2 separate regions of the Mus musculus genome follow, and region 2 is linked to region 1. Evidence: chromatin contacts called from public HiChIP or PLAC-seq data. All regions are on one chromosome and are shown on one strand. Each heading gives the region's core, a stretch centred on a gene start, on an enhancer-like site or on the middle of the called end of the contact. The rest is flanking DNA. Distances are from core to core; before and after follow the strand shown.

Region 1 (4,275 bases), core at 756-3,255:
TTGTCTGCAATAGCACAGAGCAATTGATTAGTAGCTGTTAATAAAAAGGGTAAACATGTTTATCTGCTCAAACCATGAGACTCCGGAGTGGTTATTCAAGCAGATCCCTCACTACTCCAAGTGATCCAGAGTAGGTGCTGATGTCTTCAAGGACCAAAACTGATGGGGGTAAAATATCTGTGGTTCCCATGGAAATGAAGGGCATGCGAAGGCAGCAAGTCTTTTAATGCAGGAGTGCTGAATTAGGCTGAACCCTAGACTTGTCCTTCCTGACCACAATAAATCAAGTAAAACTAAGTATGAACCCAGGTTTTCTGTGTGGCCTTTGTGGGAGCCCTTGGTTGTGGGCCTGACGAATGGACACAGGAAGGGAAGCCCTTTCATGGAGATGATTGGGGTCCGTGAGCATTTTCTTCTCCCATGCAGACAATTTTCTACGGTTGTTATCTCTGTGTTGGCCATCCTTCACCGTCACAGCAAATACTGGAGATAATGTTTATAAACAGGGAAAGGTTCACCTGGGCTGGTTTCAGAGGTTCCAGCCCATGGTTACATGACCTCATTGCTTGTAGGCCACTGCTGGGGGGGTGTGACCGCAACACTGGGGAGCACAGGGTGGAATAAAACCACTCACCTCATACGCTGCCTTCTGCCCTTTAATATCACCCCCCGAAAAAAAACCCTTCTGACTCTTGCAGCACATAACTCCCGATATGTTTCTGTCACTATATAGCTCTGCTCTTTTCAGAACTTCCTAGCATGCGATTGCTTTCAGAGCTGAGAGGCAGCTCCTAGTTCGAACACAGCACAGGTTGTTCCACTGAGGAACCTTTATTTCTGGGTTGGCAAGCGTCCTCAACATCAGCCATCTCCAGAGATGGCCTTAGAAGCCATTTTCCAGGAGAGCCAACAAAGACTGGTGGCGTCTGAGAGCCTTTCCAGAGGAAGGGGCTAATTTCCAAGACTATGGCTTGGAAGCAATAGAGGCCCAGAAACTGGTTACTGGCAGCCTTTATCTGCAGACTCTATTTATACACAGTATATTTTAATGTACAGAGTGGTAAGGAAGGAGGGAAATTCAAGTCCTCCACTTTGGAAGAAACAAGTGGTTTTAGTGTTCGTTTTAAATACCCGGACACAACAGGACATAACCACAGATTCTGCTAAGCAGCAGTGATTGAATTGAGACTATTCCAGAGAAGGACATTTCACTTGATGGCAAAGCAGCTGTTCATATTCTCATTTTACTGACGGGAGGCTATCCAGGGAAGCTACGTTAGGTCTTTGGAATTACACAGCCGAAGGAGCAGGTATCGAAGTCTCTGTAGTCCCAGCGTTTCTCCCGTTATCCCAGAAACTGTGTCTCACCTGAACTATAAATGGCAAACCTCAGGACCACACCTGTCTCGAAGGAAAGAAGCTGGGGTTTCTTTGTGTGCTGTGGGAAGGTACCCACTGTGTTCCATCTTCTCTCCTTTCTCTATGCCCTCTTGGGTGGCTGATGCTCCTCTCAGAAAAAGGCCTCTAGCAGGCCCCTTTCCTCTCCCTTTGGTCTGATAGCCATTTTCACTTTTGACTCTCTGTCCCAGATACCCACCTACTGCTGTCTTTCTGATGAACTCTGCACTTCTCCAAGTCTTCCAGCCCAACGGGGCTTTGAGGTTGAGCAACCTGCTCATCAAACTACCCCCAAACCCAAGCTTTAATAAATCTGTTGGCGAAGTTTGTGCCTTTGGGCAGAGCAGAAACCCTCCTTGCATTCCCCCCTTCATCCCCCCCTCCCCCCCAGCACCCTATCCTACCTGGTTCTGGAGTCAGGAAGCTGGCCCATCCCCTCCTAGTCGCCAGCGCAGGCCTGGGCCAGCTCCGCCCAGAGCAGCAGCTGGGCGACCACACCCTGTGCGGAGCTCAGTTCCTGCGAGCCAGAAGCCTCGCCCCCCTCCCCCCCCCCCCCCCCCCCCCCCCCGACGACGATCCAGACAACCCGCGGCCGCCGCCCCACCCCACAGGCCTCCGCACTCGGATCGCGCCCCACCAGCTCACGGTGACTTCCCCGGGACCATGCTGCGCTGGCTGCGGGCCTTTGTGCTGCCCACCGCCGCCTGCCACGACGCGGAGCCGCCCACACGCTACGAAACGCTCTTCCGGGCGCTGGACCGCAATGGGGACGGCGTGGTGGACATCGGAGAGCTGCAGCAGGGGCTGCAAAGCCTGGGCATCCCGCTGGGCCAGGACGCGGAGGAGGTGGGTCGCTGTAGGGTGTTGGGGTGGCCGCAGGCGCCACACAGCCAGGTCCTGGGAGGGCGGTGGCCTGAGGCCAGGCAAGGAGGAGGAACTATGCCCGCCAACCCGCTGAAAGAGCTCCAAGGAGTTGGATCTGGAAGGCGGCGGGTGTATTCCCAGATAAATTAATGTTGCACACTTAAAACTGTCAACACTTTTTGTTCTGAGAGCATCTCTGGTTCTTGGCTCACTTGTCCCGTCCTTTGCAAACTTTTCATGACCTGCTGTCAGACTTTAGTGAGTCCCAACTTTAAGTAACTTTGTTACAGCTAGAGTTTATTGTTTCAAAAAGGAGTTAAAACCGGCCTTGCTCCCAACTGCTGGGTGAGGTAGAAAGGCCACATTCCGTTTTTATGACGTTCAAAGTTAGTCCCCTGGGTGCACGCATTGATCTGAAGGGTTGACCTGTTGCAAAGCAATTGGACTTTCTCTGAGTCATATGAATTGTGGCCCTGACATCCAGGCTCCTTGGCAGGGTGGGGACACTAGATCTGGAACTTGTCCAGCCCGCTGTCTTACAAGAGGACGCTGGCTTTTCTATCTTAAGAGGAAGGTGCTTGAGTTACTGAGTGGGCCACAACTGTTCTGTACCTATATTTAAAACTCCTCTTTCAGTCACTGTCAATGCCATTAATAGAGGAGTCTTCACTTTAGTTTGTCCTCTTGGTAAGTTACAACTTTATTTTTTGGAAGCTGCCAGTTTTGCCCAAGGCATTATTCTATATAACTTTACAGAACTTCTGTGTCTGCAGGGGTCCCTCTTTCTTCCTTATCTCAGTTCTTCCCCCATCTTCACTCTGGCCATAGGTTTGCCTATTCGATGCACTTTCTGAAAGAACCAAGTTCGAGTGTGGCTCTTCTACTTGCTCCGGGCTGACTCATTTCCTCCCATTTCTTGAATCAAAGGCCTGCCTAGCTACTTTTGAGTGATAGCATCTCTTCAGCCACCCTGTGGCTGCATCTCAGAGGCATGTTTCGGTTATTAGTTGTTTTTATTATTCTAATCACTTCCAGGTGTTTTCTAATCACTGACATGATGTCTTTGACTTATGTATCATTCTAAGTGTGCTTTAGGTTTCCCAATACATTTTTGTTCTTTGAAAATATGAATAAATTAGACAACGCATCCGGGGCATGCCTCCAATCCCAGGACTCTGAGAGTTGAGACTGGAGAATTGTTGCTAGTTACAGGTCAGCTTGGGCTCTGTCCTCTCCTTATCTAAGTCAAACTGGAGTGAACTGAAACAAAGAGCAACAGCAGACCTCAAGGTCCCCAGCCCCACAATAACAACAACCCTATAATAACAACAATCCCACAATAACAACAAACCCCACAGAGTCAGGAGGAACTTTCTGTAATTAAAAACATTCTGTAATTAAAAAAATTATTACACATAAATTATGTAAAAACCTATAAGCATATAAATATTTAGAACATGGCAACTCATATTTGTCACTAATAAATGAATATATTTTGCACACACACATATGTATTATATTATATTAATTTTGTTCAGATGTGTAGTGTCACTATTGGTGGTCATGCCTCATGTGGTCAACTATCCCCAGCAGTAACACATTCTTCTACAGAAGGTTAGTAATGCTTATTTTTCAACTATAAGAGTTTTTGTACTTTTTCCTTTACATTTGTAGTAGTTTAGGAAAATGAATGAATACACATTACTTTTACAATTAAGGGAAAGTTTTGACCTTCGGTCACCTCGTCTGTGGTATGTCTTCCTAGACTGTCTTTCAGAGATGAGCTGACTGCATGCAGCTGTGAGTGGCTCCCTTACCTCACGTGTCACTACTGTTACAATTCTTGAGTGATATTACTTATTTAATCATTATACCCTCCAATAAGATCAGCTCCCAATACTGGTGATTCTGCCTCACTCGTTGGACCAACGTGATACTAAAGGATTTAGGGCTAGCACGTGAAATACACTGATGCAGCAGTGACCTGTCTAGTAATAATAATAATAATAATAA
Region 2 (4,370 bases), core at 1,859-4,358, 340 kb after region 1:
GGTCAGTTTGTTGATTCACGTGGAAGGGCCCAGCCTAGTGTGGGCTGTTCCACCCTTCGGGGAGGAGGTTCTGGGTTGTATAAGAAAGCAGGCTGAGCAGGACAAGGGGAGTAAACCAGTTAGCAGCACGCCTCCATGGCCTCTGCTAGGGTTCCTGCCCCGGGATTCCTTGATGATGGACTAGAAGCCAAATAAGCCCTTTTCTCTCCATGTTGGTTTTGGTCAGTGTTTTATCAACAACAGAGAAGGAAACTAGAACAGCTCCTGAATAAGGTCTGTGGTTGTGACGTAGTCACAGAGTGCATGGTTAAGACGTGCAAGGCCTTGACCTCAGTTCCCAACAGCAGGCCACACATGGAAGAGTAGCAGAAGTTCATCGTCATCTTTGGAAAAGGGCACTTGTTCTAATGCTCACGTTTGTTTTTATATATTCACTTCCTGTTTCTAGCTTTCATTGTTCCGTAAGACAAACGGTAGAGTGACAGTAAGGGAATGAGGGAAGGATCCACTATAACCATACGACCCTGCCTATACTGCCTCTGTTTTAGGATGGCTCATCTGTAGAACGGCAGTCCTTTAGGCAGAGTGTCAAAGTCAAGGGCAAGTAAACCTCTGAAAAACATGCATTAAGAAACACTACGGCCTTTTAAGCCACAATGTCACTGTTGCAACTTAGCAAACCAACAGTTTAGTAGAAAAGCAGTTATAGTGGGTTTGTGACAGTAAAACCTGATTTTCAAATATAGGTGAGGGCCATGTTAGCCCAACCCCTGGGGCTTTGCATGTTAGTCCCACCCCGGGACTTTGCTGGCTTCCAGTTTTAGAGATATGTGACAAACAGATTTTATATAGCCAAAACCTAAATTCCCCAACTTTCTAAGTATGTGTGAATTCTTAAAATACAAAACCAAAAACTTGTAAATCAATTATTTGAGAATTTCATACCAGTATTCATACCCTCCTCTTTAAAATCCACAAAGTCCCATTATTACTGCTGATATACTCCAGAGTATTTATGATTCTCTTTCTCTTCTCCCTCCCTCCCTCCCTCCCTCCCTCCCTCCCTCCCTCCCTCCCTCCCTCCCTCCCTCCCTCTTTTCCTTCTTCCTCCCTCCCTCTTTTCCTTCTTCCTCCCTCCCTCCCTCCCTCCCTCCCTCCCTCCCTCCCTCCCTCCCTTCCTTCCTTCCTTCCTTCCTTCCTTCCTTCCTTCCTTCTGCCTTTATATTATAGTAATTCTCAGAAAAATTCTGTCTATGGAATCATATAGAATCTATAGGCTTATAGTTGAGCTATAAAATGCATTACTCATTTAATTAACTCATATCATTTTTTTTCTTGTCCCTATTTTTGACACTGTGACTAAGAGTGTTGCATAGGTGGAATGTGCTGTCATTATAAACACAGGTAGAGATTATATGCTCAAATAGTTTAATTAAGAGAAATTTCTTTATTTCTTCCTTGACCAAGTTATCATTGAGTAGAGTGTTGTTCAGCTTCCATGTGCATGTGGGCTTTCTATTGTTTATGTTGTTATCAAAGACCAACCTTAGACTGTGGTAATCTGATAGGATGCATGTGATTATTTCAAGCAGTTCTGCTCCCATAAAATTTATTTAAACAAAACTTCATATAGATTTTGACTGTAGAGATCCAACATACCAGAGAAGATTATGACTTCTCTGATATGTTGGATCATATCATATTATCAGGAGAGACTGACGAAATCTTCTGTGAATATGTGTGAGTGTGTATATGTGAGAATGTGTATGTGTGTATTATGTGTGAGAGTGTATATGTGTGTGTGTCAGTGTGCTTGTATATGTGTATATACATGTGAGAGTGTGTGTGTGAGTGTATGTATAAGTGTGTGAGAGCATGTGTGTGTGTGTGTGTGTGTGTGTGTGTGTGTGTGTGTGTGTATTCCAGAGGTTAACCTCCTATGTCATTGTCTTTTGAGACAAGGTTTCTTACATGGACTGGAGCCTCATAGATTCAGCTAGGCTGGCTGACCAGCAAGTCTCAGGGGTTCACCTATCTTTGTATAGTTTTGGGATTATAGGCATATCCTCATATAACTTGTTTAAAAATGTTTCTTTTCCTTTATTTTTAGTTTCCTTTATTTTACAGTATGGGTATTTTGCCTGTATGTATGTCTCTGCACCATGTATGTGCTGTGTCCAAAGAGGCCAGAAGAGTGCATTGGATCCTCTGGAACTGGAGTTATAGATAGTTGTCAGCCACCATGTGGACATTGGAAATCAAACCTGAGTCCTCTGGAAGATCAGCCAGTGTTCTTAACTGCTGAGTCATCCATCTCTCCAGCCCTGATGGCAGGCTCTTTGCTTGCTGGGTATTGAACTCAGACCCTCATTCTTATGCAGCAAGTACTTGACTGACTGAACTATTTCCAAAGTCTAAAACCTTCTTTGTACAGCTTTTGCTATTAGGGAGTGTCAATTAGGAGGAAGCCTGAGAAGCCAGCTAATTAGCCACATGATTTTGGGAGTGTCCTTGGCTTACAGCCCTGTGTTATTATATACTTTTACTACCTGTATATAATCTCAAAACCATTATTCATATTATTTATATGTATATAAGTTTACATTGATTATCATATAAATATATATTTAAATCAATGACACATATATTGCTTTTATTGTTTTGTTGTTTTTGTGGTTAAATCCCAGAGATCCATACATATCATTTAAGTTCATATTTATACATTCCAGATAATACTACCATATAATAATTATAGTTTATTAGCTGTCTGCCTTTTCTTACCTCTTCACCTTTTCTTTGTTTAAAAACTTGGATCCATGTGTTTCTCAGGTAGCTACTGCAGAAAGCACTCTTGGCATTTCCTGTTAGAACATTCTGGGCACACTTCCACTGGACTGAAGGGGAGACTTTGGCCAGAGAGAGAGTGAAGCTGCATTCTAGAGAGATTCTCTTTGAGTAGGGCAGCGGCCTTTGGGTTTGACCTCAAATCTAGAAGACTGTCACTGGTTTAGACTGGTTTCTATCACATGGTACAGAGGAGTGTGTCCTCCTTCTTACCCCTGAACTCAGCCCAGGAGGAAACCAGATCGGAAGGGTTGGTCTAATTGAGAGTTCCCATGTGCCATTTAGTGATTATTGTGCCCTCTGGTGTTTTTCTGAATTTATTGCCTGTGTAAATCGGCATGCAGAGCTTTTGGGGATAGCCCATGGGGCACTGGTCTGCTGAGTCTTAGTTGCAAGATGAACTGGTGCGTGGAGAATGGACTGCTCCCCCTGGAAGACACTTGTTAACAGATAGACTCTTTTATTCTTTGTCATCTTCGTTTTCGACTCAGAACAGCTCCAGAGGTATCTGTGTTCCCAGCTCTTAGAGATATGGTCATGTCTGATTACCAGTGCCCTCTGATGGTCTGATGGCCACTCCAGAAGTTCTCTCCTTCCTTGTCTTCACATCTGCATTCTGATGGTCCTGTTTTGCTTTCTGGCCATTGCAGAGATCACTTAACTGGCCTCTCTGACCCCTCCTGTCTTCCTTCCACTTAGTCATTTCTAAACTCAGCTGTTTTCCTTTCTCTTTGCACTTTTGATGGCTCCCCATACTACAGAGGGAAAAGCTTTCCCTTCTTAACACAGCTTGGTAGACTTTCCTAATCTACCTGTAATCTGCTAATTCAGTGTTGTGTCTTATCTTTTCTTCCTTTTTGCCACATGGGCTTTGTTATGGCTGATAACCACTCTCTGTCCCCAGCGAGACATGCTATGCACCAGTCTGCACCATGCTTCTTCTATGTACCTGCCTTTGTGCTTTGGAACGCTTCTCTCTCTCTCTTTGGAAAACTTCATGACCCTTTATGCCCAATGCACACGTTACCATCCCTGAAAGGCTTCAGTGCTTTCTGCTGCAGTGGTTGGAGTTGTACCTCACTCCAGGATCCTTTTGGAGCTTCCCGTGACTCTGTCAGTCTTTATTCTCCCCATTGAGTAGTAAGCTTCTTAGAGGGAGGGACTGGAACCTTTCCTTGGAAGGATCCCATAGGACATCCTCAAAGCTCTTTTGCTTCTTAAAATTTGATGCTTGTCACAGGAGGAACATGCTTTGGAGACTAGGGTCTGGTAGCACTTCAGTCTTTGGACATGTAGGTGCTATACTAGAGTCATGAGGCTCAGGGTAGAGCCAGGACTGTGGCTTGAGTGATGGCAGCCAGCATCTGTGAGTCCTGAGTGACAGCCTGGTTGGCATAGGAAATAGTGATGTAGGTGGGTGGGGGCTGTCTTTGTACCTTTCCACTTCATTTTGCTCATTTGGGGCATTAGAGTGTTTGAATAGACATCCCTTTGGATGCTTTTAGCTGTCAAAAGTGTGTGTTATT

The links. HiChIP or PLAC-seq counts read pairs in DNA pulled down with a chosen protein or histone mark.
Region 2: a contact with region 1 is called in an H3K4me3 HiChIP or PLAC-seq map of bone marrow-derived macrophages, with 4 times the contacts expected there. The contact joins the enhancer-like site here to the promoter of Slc25a24 in region 1. A contact is called at or near these places in 12 of 39 promoter capture datasets (the C10 cell line, the HPC-7 cell line, HPC-7-derived erythroid cells and 9 more), 4 of 484 Hi-C or Micro-C datasets (LSK cells, bone marrow-derived macrophages, granulocyte-monocyte progenitors and 1 more), 5 of 115 datasets of contacts at active chromatin or transcription factors (bone marrow-derived dendritic cells, bone marrow-derived macrophages, embryonic forebrain and 2 more) and 2 of 9 other capture datasets (adipose tissue and liver).

The regions. Positions count from the first base shown.
Region 1 is chr3:109,121,144-109,125,418 of GRCm38.p6, forward strand. It overlaps Slc25a24 (solute carrier family 25 (mitochondrial carrier, phosphate carrier), member 24), which reads left to right and starts at 2,006. Exons shown (of 10, transcript NM_172685.3): 1 at 2,006-2,244. The coding sequence starts at 2,062. It overlaps Gm19391 (a long non-coding RNA gene), which reads right to left and starts at 1,931. Exons shown (of 2, transcript XR_867568.1): 1 at 1,803-1,931; 2 at 1-4.
Region 2 is chr3:109,464,428-109,468,797 of GRCm38.p6, forward strand. The region is part of intron 2 of Vav3 (vav 3 oncogene); the gene reads left to right. Among named protein-coding and RNA genes, the nearest start is that of Vav3, 130 kb to the left of the region's middle. Within about 2 kb of position 3,109, at least 35 of the 459 cell types and tissues checked have an H3K27ac peak or open chromatin away from gene starts, as enhancers often do. A contact at or near this core is called in the HPC-7 cell line, adipose tissue, bone marrow-derived macrophages and 2 more, where this site is marked.